2 separate regions of the Nomascus leucogenys genome follow, and region 1 is linked to region 2. Evidence: chromatin contacts called from public Hi-C data. All regions are on one chromosome and are shown on one strand. Each heading gives the region's core, a stretch centred on a gene start, on an enhancer-like site or on the middle of the called end of the contact. The rest is flanking DNA. Distances are from core to core; before and after follow the strand shown. Region 1 overlaps IL17REL (putative interleukin-17 receptor E-like). Region 2 overlaps TTLL8 (protein monoglycylase TTLL8).

Region 1 (5,832 bases), core at 1,412-3,911, 36 kb before region 2:
CCACCCTTCCGCCCGTTGGCATCGCAGGACACTTGCCGTTTTCAAAGGGGCAGATCTGGATCCTCACCGCGTCAGGGGTCGCAGACCAGCCCTGTGGGAGGGGCTGGGGTCAGCGCAGCCCACCCATCCCTGTGCTCCCCCGACCCGCCCCAAGTCCAGGCGACACCTCCACCGACCTCCAGGCACAAGCACGGCAGCTCCTGGCTGTAGGGCAGGGAGACGGCCTGGGAGACGCTGTTGGCGGTCACCTGCAACCCAGAAAGGGCGGCTGAGGGGCCGCGCGGGAGGGCGGGTGTGGTCTGGGGTGGGCGGGACCTGGGCCGAACGGGGCGGGAGCGGGGACGGGAGGTGGGTGGGGCCTAGGCCTGACCGGGGGCGGGGCGCGGAGGTGGGCGGGGCCTAAGGCTGACGGGGCGCGGGCGCGGAGGTGGGCGGGGCCTAAGGCTGACGGGGCGCGGGCGCTCACTTGCACAGGGGCACCGGCGTCCTCGCAGGTGAACCGCTTGAGGCAGAGCCGCACGTAGTAGTCGGGGCTCCCGGAGGCCCTGGGCACCTGCACCAGAATCGCCTTGCGCCTCCGGTCCACCCAGTAGCTGAGCTTCCCCGCTGCAGGAGGCGGCAAGTCGGGGCCGCGCTGGGACCAGCGGTCACCGACGCGGGGCTCTGTCTGTCCCGAGAGCCACGACGTGGTGGCTCCTGCTTGGTTCAGACGTTTGGGAGTCGCCCACCCGAGGGCCCCTCAGGATTTCCCAAATGGGGCAGAAGACCCCGGGGAGAGGAAGCCTGTCGCAGCGTCTGGGGGTCTTCGCAGGGGCGTCGAAGGAGGGAACTCACCAAGGCAGTCGGGCACACTCCTCGCCACGTCCTCCTCTCCGCAGTCTGCAAAGCGCAGAGGCAATGGCGGGGTGCGGGCTGCCCTGCCCTCAGGGGCCATCCTCCTCCACCTGCCCCTGCCCCCCCCACGCGCTGTGCCGCTGCCATGCGACCTTGAATTAAGGCAAAGGCCTTGCGGGGATCTGTCCAGTGTGAGGGCCAGGCCCCTGCCCTGGGCAAGTCCCACCCCAAGCCAGGCCCTGGAGGCTGAACGGCAGCTGTGCTCAGGGGGCCCTGGGGACCCTACCTTCCACGAGGTGCCTCTGGTCCAGCTGGACCCCGCAGAAATGAGGGATGGTCCTCAGGGTGACGTAGAGGTGCTGGGCCACACTCACCGCAAAGCAGCCAAAGTGCACCTGGAGCTGAGCAGGTGCAGGTGTGAGCTGCGTGGACTCAGAGGCACTGCCCACCCTACCCGGCCAGCTCCACCTGCATGGCTGGAGCTTAGAGCCAGGGATGGCGCCCAGGAGGAGTGGCGCCCAGTCTTCGGGACTTGGGTGGCAGAGCCCTGCCTTGGCCTCACCTGCTGCCCCACCTGCTGCTGGTGGGAGGCCCTGGCCACCCACACGCTCTGACACTGCGTCTCCTGGGTGTCCAGGCTGATGGCACAGGCCTCCAGGCCCCGCAGGCGCTCTGGGTGGAGGAAGGACCCAGCGGGGTGTGTCAGAGCTCTGGACGGGGTCGTGGGACCCTGTTCCTCTGCCTTCTCTCTGTGAAGTGCGGTTAGCAGCGACCCCCTCCCTCACCAGGCCACCCAGGGTTTGATGGGAGTAAAAGGCACCTGGGCCCACTGCCGGATCTGCGAGTGTTACTTCCACCCTCGAGGCCACCTCTCACCATGCAGGTTGATGGAGGCGCGTACACGCAGGAGCATCGAGCAGCCGTCAGGGGGGACACACTGCATGGCAGTGGAGGACGTCAGGGCCTCCAGGACTGACCTGGACATGGACACGGGGCGTGGCCGGCAGAAGCTGTTAAAAATGTTCCCTGGGGGGTGGAGAAAGAGTGTGAGGCCTCGAGTTCCCTGGTGCTTGGAAAGGCTTTGTGGATGGTTCTGTGAAGGGGGAGAGAGCCCTGGGGCTGCAAAGTCTTTGCCAGGGGTTCTTTACTATCTTGCCCCAAGCCAACTGGGGAGCAAGCCCCCTGGCATGTGGTGAGCCCCCCCGGAGACACACTCCGAAATGTTTGTGGGACCCCAGGAGTGGGCCCGGATCAGGGGGGCAGGCTGCACACCAGTCTGCATCAGAGCAGCGGAAGCTGCTGCCCCACCTGGCCAGCAAGGGGGCAGGAAGCCCACCACGACTTGCTGGCAAGCTCCGTCACCCCTGCTCAAAGACGAACAGCAGAAAGGCCAACGAGGGCTTGCTGGGACACCTGGGAGGTGACCCCAAGGTTGCTGCAGCCCAGGCCTCTGTCCACAGGGAAGTGGCCGCATCCTCACAGGCAGGACTTGCCCCCAGGGCCTTTTGCTCTGAGACCAAACGCCATTCAGGGCAGCCTCACCAGACCTGGGTAGTGTGGAGCTGGGTATTATTTTGGGCACCGGGGGCTGAGCAATTTTGCTGCCTTTGCTCAGCCAGGTTTGCAGGTGGGACTCCGAGCAGAACTTCACATGAGCCACAGAGCCTGGCAAGCCAGCCGTTCCACAGGAGGACTGCCACCCTCTTTATAGAAGGCATGGCCACTGAGGCATGGGACCCACATACTGTTGGTGAGACAGTGCAGCTGCTGCTCAGCGGAGCCCACACTGAACACAGTACCCTGCTGAGGCAGGAGAGTAAGGAATGAGGGTAACCGGGGGCGAAGGGATAAGCAAAAGAACAGCAGGTGCAGCCAGTTCCAGGCAAGATTAGGCAGCACACAGGCCACAGCCTCCCTCCTGTGATAATGAGACTCCACTTCAGCCTCTGATTGGTTGCAGGCCTATCCTCCACAGGGTGTAACCCACTGGAAACCCCCAAAGGGCAGCTAGGAGTGTTACCAAATTCTTTTAGCTTTGTGAAAACTCTGGGGGGCACTGCATTCGGGGCCCTTGGCTGCTTGCTTGAGCCTGCTCCCACTCTGTGGAGTGCTCCTTCGCTTCAGTAAATCTGTGCCCTCCTTACTCCATTCTTTTTTGTTGCTATACTTGTGTGTTTTGTTTAACACGGCAAGAACCTAGACAACTGACAGTTGAGAGCTTCCATCCAGTAACTCCGTGCCTCAAAGGGGCAATGGGAATGAAGTCCGAACATGCTATGGGTAAGAAATCCAACCCTTTTTTTTTTTTTTTTTTGAGACAGAGTCCCACTCTGACGCCCAGGCTGGAGCACAGTGGAGTGATCTCGGCTCACTGCAACCTCCACCTCCCAGGTTCAAGCAATTCTCCTGCCTCAGCCTCCCGAGTAGTTGGGATTACAGGCACGCACCACCACGCCTGGCTAATTTTTGTATTTTTAATAGAGACAGGGTTTCACCATGCTGGCCAGGCTGGTCTCAAACTCCTGATCTCAGGTGATCCGCCCACCTCAGCCTCCCAAAGTGCTGGGATAACAGGTGTGAGCCACCGCGCCCAGCCAGAAATCCAACTCTTACAAATTCCCACTGTAGTCCGGATGGACTCACAGGGATCTGATTTACCCTCCTGCCTGAGACAGCTGGGAAACCAAGGCAAAATCCATGAGCAATGGTTTCAAGACAGTGGGCGTGAGGAAGTGAGGGACGGTGAGACCTGGGAGACAGGAAACAGTCACAGTGAGGTCTGGGAATGCGCCACTGTCTGGGGAGTGTTCTCAGGCAGTGGTGGGGGTGGATCCCAAGTGGAGCGTGGCACACTCCCTGAGAGGAGGAACTGGGATGGAGGGGTCTGGGCAGCCGGACCAATTATGAGAGGGGAGAGGATGACACAGAGAGAGCTCTGGGGAATATCCACTTTGCTAATACTCAGTGGAGTATTCATGAACACATGCATGTGAGGGAACGACCAGAGGCGGAGAAAGAACCACCCAAGAGAATTTGAGGGAATGGGCTGGGCAGGGCTCACGCATGTAATCCCAGCAATTTGGGAGGCCGAGGTGGGCGGATCACCCAAGATCAGGAGTTTGAGACCAGCCTGGCCAACATGGGGAAACCCTGTCTCTACTAAAAATACAAAAATTAGCCAGGTGTGGTGGCTCACGCCCATAATCCCAGCTACTCAGGAGGCTGAGGCAGGAGAATCGCTTGAACCCAGGAGGTGGAGGTTGCAGTGAGCCAAGATCGCGCCATTGCACTCCAGCCTGGGTGACAGAGAGAGACTCCATCTCAAAAAAAAAAAAAAAAAAAAAGGCCAGGCATGGTGGCTCACACCTGTATTCCCAGCACTTTGAGAGGCCACCACACCCAACTGACAAAATTTTAAAAACCACTTATGATCATCTCAATAGTCACAGAAAAATTTTTTGACGAAGTTCACCATCCATTCCTGATTAAAAAAAAAAAAAATCTCAGCAAACAAGGAATGAAATTTCCTCAAATTGATAAAGACGATCTGTGAAAAATCTATATGTAACATCACATTTCATAGTGAAAGAATAGATTATTTTCCACCCCTCATAAAAAGCAAGACAAGGATCCCTGCTCTTCTCACTTCCACTCAATACTGCAGGGGGGACCCTGCTCCACACAACTAGGCAGGAAAAGAAATAGGCTTCTCGTGTGGAAATGGAGAAGTTGTGTACCTTTGTAGATGACATGATTGTAGAAAACGCTAGTATCTACAAAAAAGGCACTGAAACTAATAAGTTTAGCAAAGTGGCAGAATACAAGATCAATATACAAAAATCCACTATTTCTTTTTTGTTTGTTTTTGTTTTTTTGGGTTTTTTTGAGACGGAGCCTCACTCTGTCGCCCAGGCTGGAGTGCAGTGGTATGATCTCTGCTCACTGCAACCTCTGCTTCCTGGGTTCAAGCGATTCTCGTGTCTCAGCCTCCCAAGTAGCTAGGACTACAGGTGTGTACCACCACACCTGACTAATTTTTTAATTTGTAGTGGAGACGGAGTTTTGCCATGTTGGCCAGGCTGGTCTTGAACTCCTGACCTCAAGTGATCCACCTGCCTCAGCCTCCCAAACACTGTATTTCTATATGCTAGCAAAGAATAATTACAAATTGAAAATTTAAAAATAAAATAAAGCTGGATGGTTTGGGGATAAAAAGCCAGGCTGTGCTAGGGAGTGGGGAGGGGAGTGAGGGGAGCTTTGCTCCCAAGGCTGGTGTCTCCTTCCCTTGGATCATCATCCCCGGGGCTTGGTATGCAGCAATGTTCAGAGAAATGACTGTGCCTTAGAACTCGGTGTGTGTGTTGTCATCCATATGTGTGAGGCCAACAACTCCCCTTTAATCCTAGCACTTTGGGAGGCCGAGGAGGGCAGATCACCAGAGGTCAGGGGTTCGAGACCAGCCTGGCCAACATGGCGAAACTCTGTCTCTACTAAAAATACAAAAATTTGCCAGGTGTGGTGGTACATACCTGTAGTCCTAGCTACTCGGGAGGCTGAGGTAGGAGAGGAAGGGAGGCAGAGGTTGCAGTGAGCAGAGATCATGCCACTGCACTCCAGCCTGGGTGACACAGCAAGACTCCATCTCAAAAAAAAAAAAAAAAAAAAGACAACCTCCTTTATGCAAGAAATGAGAAATCTGCATCTTTTGACCCTTTCTAGAAAAAAGACAAAGACAACCAAGAAAGGAATCAAAACCAGAAAGTAAAAAAAAAAAAAAAAAAAAAAAAATGGTGAAGCCACGGAGGAGAAGGACTCATGGTGAGCACGGAAAATGAGGACATATACAGAGTTAGCAAAACGGGCGCAGGAGGAGAAGCTGCTCATTGTGGAATAAAATGTATAAAAATAAGCACAGGCTCTTGTCCCAACTAAGCTGACAAAATGAAGAGGAGGCTGTGTAGAAGGAAGGGTGAGTAAAGCAGAAACACACAAGATGAG
Region 2 (6,309 bases), core at 1,807-4,306:
GAGCTGGCAAAGTCCAGGAAGCCCCAAGATCCAGACAGACACCCCAATACCAACAAGCATCCCAGACATCCAGACAGGAGCCCCAACGCCAGGACAGGCATCTCAACGCTCAATACCCCACAGGTACCCTATTGCCCAGACAGGTGACCCAATTCCCAGAGGCTGCACTGCCCCGGCAGCTCCCGCGATCCGCACTCACAGCTCCGACACGTGCCGGGGGCCTGCGCAAGTCTTACTGAACGAGGGAGTAGTACTGCTGAGTCAGGTCCTCCCACTCGGTCTCGGTGAGGTCCTCCGCGGCATCTGCTGACGTGTCGATGTCCTCATGCTCCAGCTGCCCCAGGTAGGCCTGGCACACCTTGCACGCGATGTCCACAAGCTGCCCCGGGAGGCCCCTGAGCTTTGCCTCAGCATTTTTGGCATCTGAAACCCAGACACAGGCACATGGAGTGGGAACCCCACCCAGGGGCAGCCCTGCCCGCCTCGAGGGGTGATGCCTAAAGTCATGGACAAAGGTCGCTCCACTCCCTCTGTGCCCCAATACCCAACAAGTATCCCAGACCCCCAGACAGGCACCCCAATACCCAACTAAGCTTCTCTGGGCAGCCGCCCTGGATGTCACGCCTGTGTCTGGGCAGGTGACTTCCTCCCTCCTGAACGGTCCCAACCTCCAATGGCTCTGTGAGTGCCACCTCCCCACAAGAAACATATGGGCCCTGCCGCTGGACCCTCAGCTCCTCAGTGGACCCTGCTAGACCCTCAGCTCCTCAGTGGACCCTGCCGCTAGACCCTCAGCTCCTCACAGTAGCAATTACTGATAAGTTCGACTTCATTAAAATGAAAAACTTCTGTTCTGTAAAGAACAATTTTAAGACAATGAGAAGACAAGCCATAGATTGGGAGGAAATATTTGCACACATCTAATAAAGAAATGTTACCTAGAGTATACAGAGAACTCTTGAAACTCAACAATAAGAAAACATAATTTTATTTTTTATTTTTATTTTTTTAAGACAGAGTTTTGCTCTTGTCGCCCAGGCTGGATGGCAAGATCTTGACTCACTGCAACCTCTGCCTCCTGGGTTCAAGTGATTCTCCTGCCTCAGCCTCCCGAGTAGCTGGGATTACAGGTGTGTGCCACCATGCCTGGATAATCTTGTATTTTTAGTAGAGATGGGGTTTCACCACGTTGGCCAGGCTGGTCTCAAACTCCTGACCTCAAGTTATCCACCCACCTCGGCCTCCCAAAGTGCTGGGATTACAGGTGTGAGCCACCGCACCCAGACAGAAAACAATTTAAAAATGAACAATCTGAACAGTCACCTCACCAAAACATATATACAGATGGAAAACAAGCATATGAACACACGCTCAACATCACATACCGCTATGGACTAGCAATTCCATATCTACAAGTTTTTCTATAAAATACCCTCAGAAATTCAGGAGGAAATGGAGGCTAGGCACAGTGGCTCACACCTGTAATCCCAACACTTTGGGAGGTTGACACAGGAGGATCGCTTGAGCCTGAAAATTTGAGACTAGCCTGGGCAACATAGTGAGACTCTGTCTCACAACACACTCACAACGATAATGAGACACTAATACAGACCCAGGAGAATGCTACAAACAGAACACTGACCACATCAAACACTGGTGAGGATGTGGAGAACAGGAACTCTCCCTCGTTGCCGGTGGAAATGCAAAATGGTACAGCTACTTTGGAAGACAGTCTGGCAGTTTCTTACAAAATGAAACATACTCTTGCCATACCACCCAGTAAGTGCATTCCTTGGTATTTTCCCAAATGAATTCAAAATTTATGGCCACACAAAGACCTGCATACAGATGTCGACAGAAACGTTATTCATGATTGTCAAAACCTGGAAGTGACCAAGATGTCCTTCAGTAGATGAATAGATAAATAAACAATGGTGGATCCAGACAGTGGAATATCACTCAGCCCTAAAAAGAAATGAGCTCTCAAGCCATGAAAAGACCTGGAGGAATCTTAAATGCATATTACTAAGTGGAAGAAGCCCATCTGAAAAGGCTCCATGCTACGTGGTTCTAACCGAACGGCATTCTAGAAAAGGCAAAACCGTGGAGACAGGAAAAAGATCAGTAGTAGCCAGGAGCTCGGGGGTGGCGGGATGAAGAGACAGAGCACAGGGAGTTTTAGGGCCGGGGACTGTCTCTGTCTGATACTGGAATGGTGGATACAGGGCATCATACATTGTCCAAACCTGTAGAATGTGTAACACCATTTGGGTTACCATGATGCGTCATTGTAGGTTCATCAGTTGTGTTAAAATCATTAATTAGGCTGGGTACGGTGGCTCAAGCCTGTAATCCCAGCACTGTGGGAGGCCAAGGTGGGCGGGTCACCTGAAGTCAGGAGTTCGAGACCAGCCTGGCCAACATGGCAAAACCCCATCTCTACTAAAAATACAAAACATTAGCCGGGCGTGGTGGTGGGCACCCAACTACTCGGGAGGCTAAGACAGGAGAATCGCTTGAACCCAGGAGGCGGAGGTTGCAGTGAGCCAAGATCGTGCCATTGTACTTCAACCTGGGTGACAGAGCAGGACTCCGTCTCAAAAGAAAAAAAAAAAAACATTAATTAGGAGGCCATCAGATGAGGTGGCCCAGGTGACCTGGTCTCCGACAAACGCAAACCACAGCCTAACTCAGAATTGAAAATGAAACTTAAGCACAGCCAATCGCAGGCAGCCAGCTGGGAACAAATTCTCACTCAGCACAAATGAGGCCACCGCTCCAGCGTTCACCAATCAGGATTTATTTCCTCCGTTTCCACGTTTACCTAGAAGGGCTCTCCCCTCGGTGGAGCCCTGCAGCCGCCTGATTGGCACAAATCACTGTTTGCTCAAATACACTCTAAAAGTTTAATGCACCGATGTTCCTCTGTCAACAGATGAAACGCACTGCTCTGGTGCAGGATGTTGGCGGTGGGGGAGGCGCGGGGGCAGGAGAGTGTGGTAAATCTTGTACTCTCTGCTCAGCTGTGCTGCGAACCTAAAACTGCTCTAGAAGTTACATTGTATTAAAACCAACAACCACAAAAAAGATTTGGGTTTTTTCCAAAAACACGATGGCTGGTTCACATCCCTGTAACCACCCAGGGGCGCCTCTCCCCGGGGCTTCCTGCATCCTCTCCCACAGGGCCCCTTTGGGGAGACTCAGGCTGCAGCATCGTGGTGGCTGCGGGGCGGGGCAGGCTTCTGACCACAGGCTGGAATCACGTCCGCAGCACGGGACTGTACCGGTGAGCGTGGGATGCGGACGTCCCAGGGCTGCGTTATCTGCCAGGTGCTTTACAAACAGGGTGACTTTGACGTTTAGCCCCACAATTAGAACAGAAAACCCGTTTGCCATGAGAATCGAGAGAGTCTGAAGCATCGCTGTATCCAGCCCCGGCTGCTGCAACCCTCAGGACTGACCACACCCAGGAGGCGGGAGGGCCCCTGTGGAGGCCCTGAGCTCTGGTGACCTGGCACTGCCCTGCCCCGGCCCAGCACACCTTGCCTGCTGCTCGGGTCGCTGCTCCCGGCCTCCTCCCTCCGGCCCCTGGGCTTGCTCCTGCCGCTCCTGCTGCAGCTCTGGTGACTGACCACCCACTTGAGGATGCCGGATGCCATGGTACGCCGGAAGTCTTCTGGAAGGACAGCACGGCCTCGCCCCATCTGTCCGAGCCGGGACTGGGGACTGGAGATGGGGCCAGGGCCGCGGAGGCTCCCCAACCTGCCCCACTTCCCGCCCTCACAGCCGGTGGGGCCCAGGCCTGCTCCCACACCCCCAGTCGCCTGCCCTTCTCCCTGCCGCGTCTCTGTGACTGCAGCCGTCCAACTGCACCCCTCGGCCTCCAACCACGGAGCCGGCCTTGCCCCAGCTGCTCGCCGCGCTGTCCACGAGCCCAGTGCAGAACCACACGCTCCTTGCCTGCCCGCCGTCCCTCCCCGGGCCCCAGGCCCCTGTACTGCCATGACCATGGCCATGGAAGGCCTCTCCCCGGTCCTCTGTCCTCAGACCCTGCCCCATCGATCTGTCTCAGCGCCAGGGGGATCTTTCTAGAAGCCTCTCTGCTGACAGCAATGGGGCCCTCTGCCGTCTCCTCACTTACCCAGGAACTCGTGCTGCTCGCTCTCGGTGCAGAGGCTGTAGCAGCGTGGGAAGAAGGAGTCGGGGTTGGCCGGGACGTACCAGGGCAGGCTCCGCATGTTCACGCACAGCCCGATCTCCAGAGACAGCACCGTGTTAGGCACGAGGGGCAGCTCAGCTCAGCTCCGCCTCGCTCACAAGGCGAGGACGGGCCGTCCACCTCGGACTTGCCTGGCTATAGGGCACCACACAGCACCCCTAGGGCGGATCCCTCCTCCTCCCCAGACATACGGTCCCCCAGGTCCCCAGGCCACCCCCTCCAGCCGGTGGGAGCATGGATGTGCAGGCCAGGCTCAGACGCATCCTTGAGGCAGTGGAGGGTGTGGCAGGCCCCAGGGAATCGGGAGGCTGCAGCTGAGGGCACCGAGGGCGGTGGGCACTGGGGCTCCCTCCAGGCCCCCAAACGGGCCACAAGGTGTCCCACACCTCAGACCCCAGGAGAGGAAGGACTGGCTACAGGGCCTGGAATGTGGCCACACGCCCAGCACTGCCCACCATACGCAATGCAGCACTCGCCATTAGAGAGGCATATCGTGAAGTCCCCGCACCCCAATGTCTGGTTTGTCACCCCGTTAAGGAAAAAAGTGGCTGGCCCCCAGAAAACACAGCGCACGCTGACTGGCTCTGCACAAAGGGTCTTTGAAGGAGCCATGTTTCCACCAGCAGCGCTGGTGCTGGCCTGACCCTGGGGTATTAGGTGCGGCAGGGAGCCTTGTCCCGCACCTCCACCCCACACTGTGCTGAGGCAGCCGCACCTGGCCTGCTGAGACGGATCTCTGTGCCAGGGAAGCCCCTCTTCCTGGACCCCTCCCTCAGCAGGGTCCCCACACCCTGTGTCCTGGGCAAGCCCCAGCCCTGGGCCTTGGTGGGAAGGGTGTGGCAGCTGCCTTGTGCAGGGCTGGAGGCCGGGGGAGACGGGGGAGTGCCCAGTGCTGGGGGGAGCGGCACCTCTTCCCCTGGGGACCCACAGCCCCCTCAGCACCCAAAGCCCGGTGGCAGCCCCCACTCAGCCCCATCTTTGGCCTCTGTGCCCCGAGGAGGGAGTTTCTGTGGCCCCGGATTCACCCAGAGACACAGAGCAAAGGGCACAGAGGTGCTGGGGGTGGGGTGGGCACCAAGTGATTCTGGCCACGGCCTTAGACCAGGAGTCCTGGGAGGCGCCCAGGAGGTGTCTGGTGGCCACCGATGGCCGCCCATGGCCACTGACCAGCCACCGAGGGTCCCTAATGGCTACAGAAGCTCCTCCCCACCACCCTTGCCGGCTCCCACCGTGCCCAAGCAGCCAGCTCACCTTGGTGGTGAAGGAGGCTGTCTTTGCGTAGTGGTTCAGCATCTGGTCGTAGGTCAGGCTGTGATAGTCAATGACGTTCCTCTTGATGGTCCAGAGGAGGTACGGCATCTCGTTTTTTACCAACCTAGACTGGCAAGAAAAAAGTCTTCATTGATGCCCAGCATTCAAGGTTCACACCAGGCAGGATGGGACGGAGCGAGGTGACCATCAGAGGACAAATGGCGTGCAGCGTGAGGATGCCAGCCGGGCTCTGCTGCAGGCAGTAGTGCTCCTTGTGGGCCTCCTGTGCAAGGGATGTGGGGCGCAACCAGGACAACACAGGGTTTCCACAGAGGGGCCTCGGGCTCTGGGGGCCCACCCCGATGTGGGGCTGCAGGTGGGGTCTGAGCCCTCCGCATGGGGTCTGCGTGGGTGTGGGGACGTGCCACTTGCCAGGTGACATGACACTTCATAACCCGGAGCTTACAGTCCCCAGGACCAAAGCCCCCAGGCCTGTACCACGGGCCCTGCACACCCCTCCCTGAGCCCCAGGCACTGGCCTCCCGCTCCTGCCCTGCTGATAGAGGGGCTGGCCATGGAGCTGGGGGCATGTGGTCGGTGCTTTTCTGTTTACAACAATGGCATGTGTTAAGTCAAAATTCCAACCAGGCTGGGTGCAGTGGCTCACGCCTGTAATCCCAACACTTTCGGAGGCTGAGGCGGGCAGATCACCTGAGGCCAGGAGTTCAAGACCAGGCTGACCAACATGGCGAAACCTTGTCTCTACTAAAAATACAAAAATTAGCCGGGCATGGTGGTGGGTGCCTGTAATCCCAACTACTCCGGAGGCTGAGGCAGGA

Evidence for each region. Hi-C and Micro-C count contacts between places; a contact is called where the count stands out from the background.
Region 1: a contact with region 2 is called in a Hi-C map of a lymphoblastoid cell line, with 2.1 times the contacts expected there. The contact joins two enhancer-like sites. A contact is called at or near these places in 2 of 4 Hi-C or Micro-C datasets (both in a lymphoblastoid cell line).

What each region holds. Positions count from the first base shown.
Region 1 is chr7b:770,035-775,866 of Asia_NLE_v1, reverse strand. IL17REL (putative interleukin-17 receptor E-like) reads right to left here. Exons shown (of 15, transcript XM_030815150.1): 4 at 1,711-1,860; 5 at 1,397-1,506; 6 at 1,121-1,235; 7 at 467-606; 8 at 177-248; 9 at 37-91. The coding sequence starts at 1,819. Among named protein-coding and RNA genes, the nearest start is that of IL17REL, 11 kb to the right of the region's middle. Within about 2 kb of position 2,661, the one cell type or tissue checked has an H3K27ac peak away from gene starts, as active enhancers do. A contact at or near this core is called in a lymphoblastoid cell line, where this site is marked.
Region 2 is chr7b:734,103-740,411 of Asia_NLE_v1, reverse strand. TTLL8 (protein monoglycylase TTLL8) reads right to left here. Exons shown (of 14, transcript XM_030815324.1): 6 at 5,471-5,599; 7 at 4,142-4,256; 8 at 3,542-3,676; 9 at 237-423. Among named protein-coding and RNA genes, the nearest start is that of TTLL8, 13 kb to the right of the region's middle. Within about 2 kb of position 3,056, the one cell type or tissue checked has an H3K27ac peak away from gene starts, as active enhancers do. A contact at or near this core is called in a lymphoblastoid cell line, where this site is marked.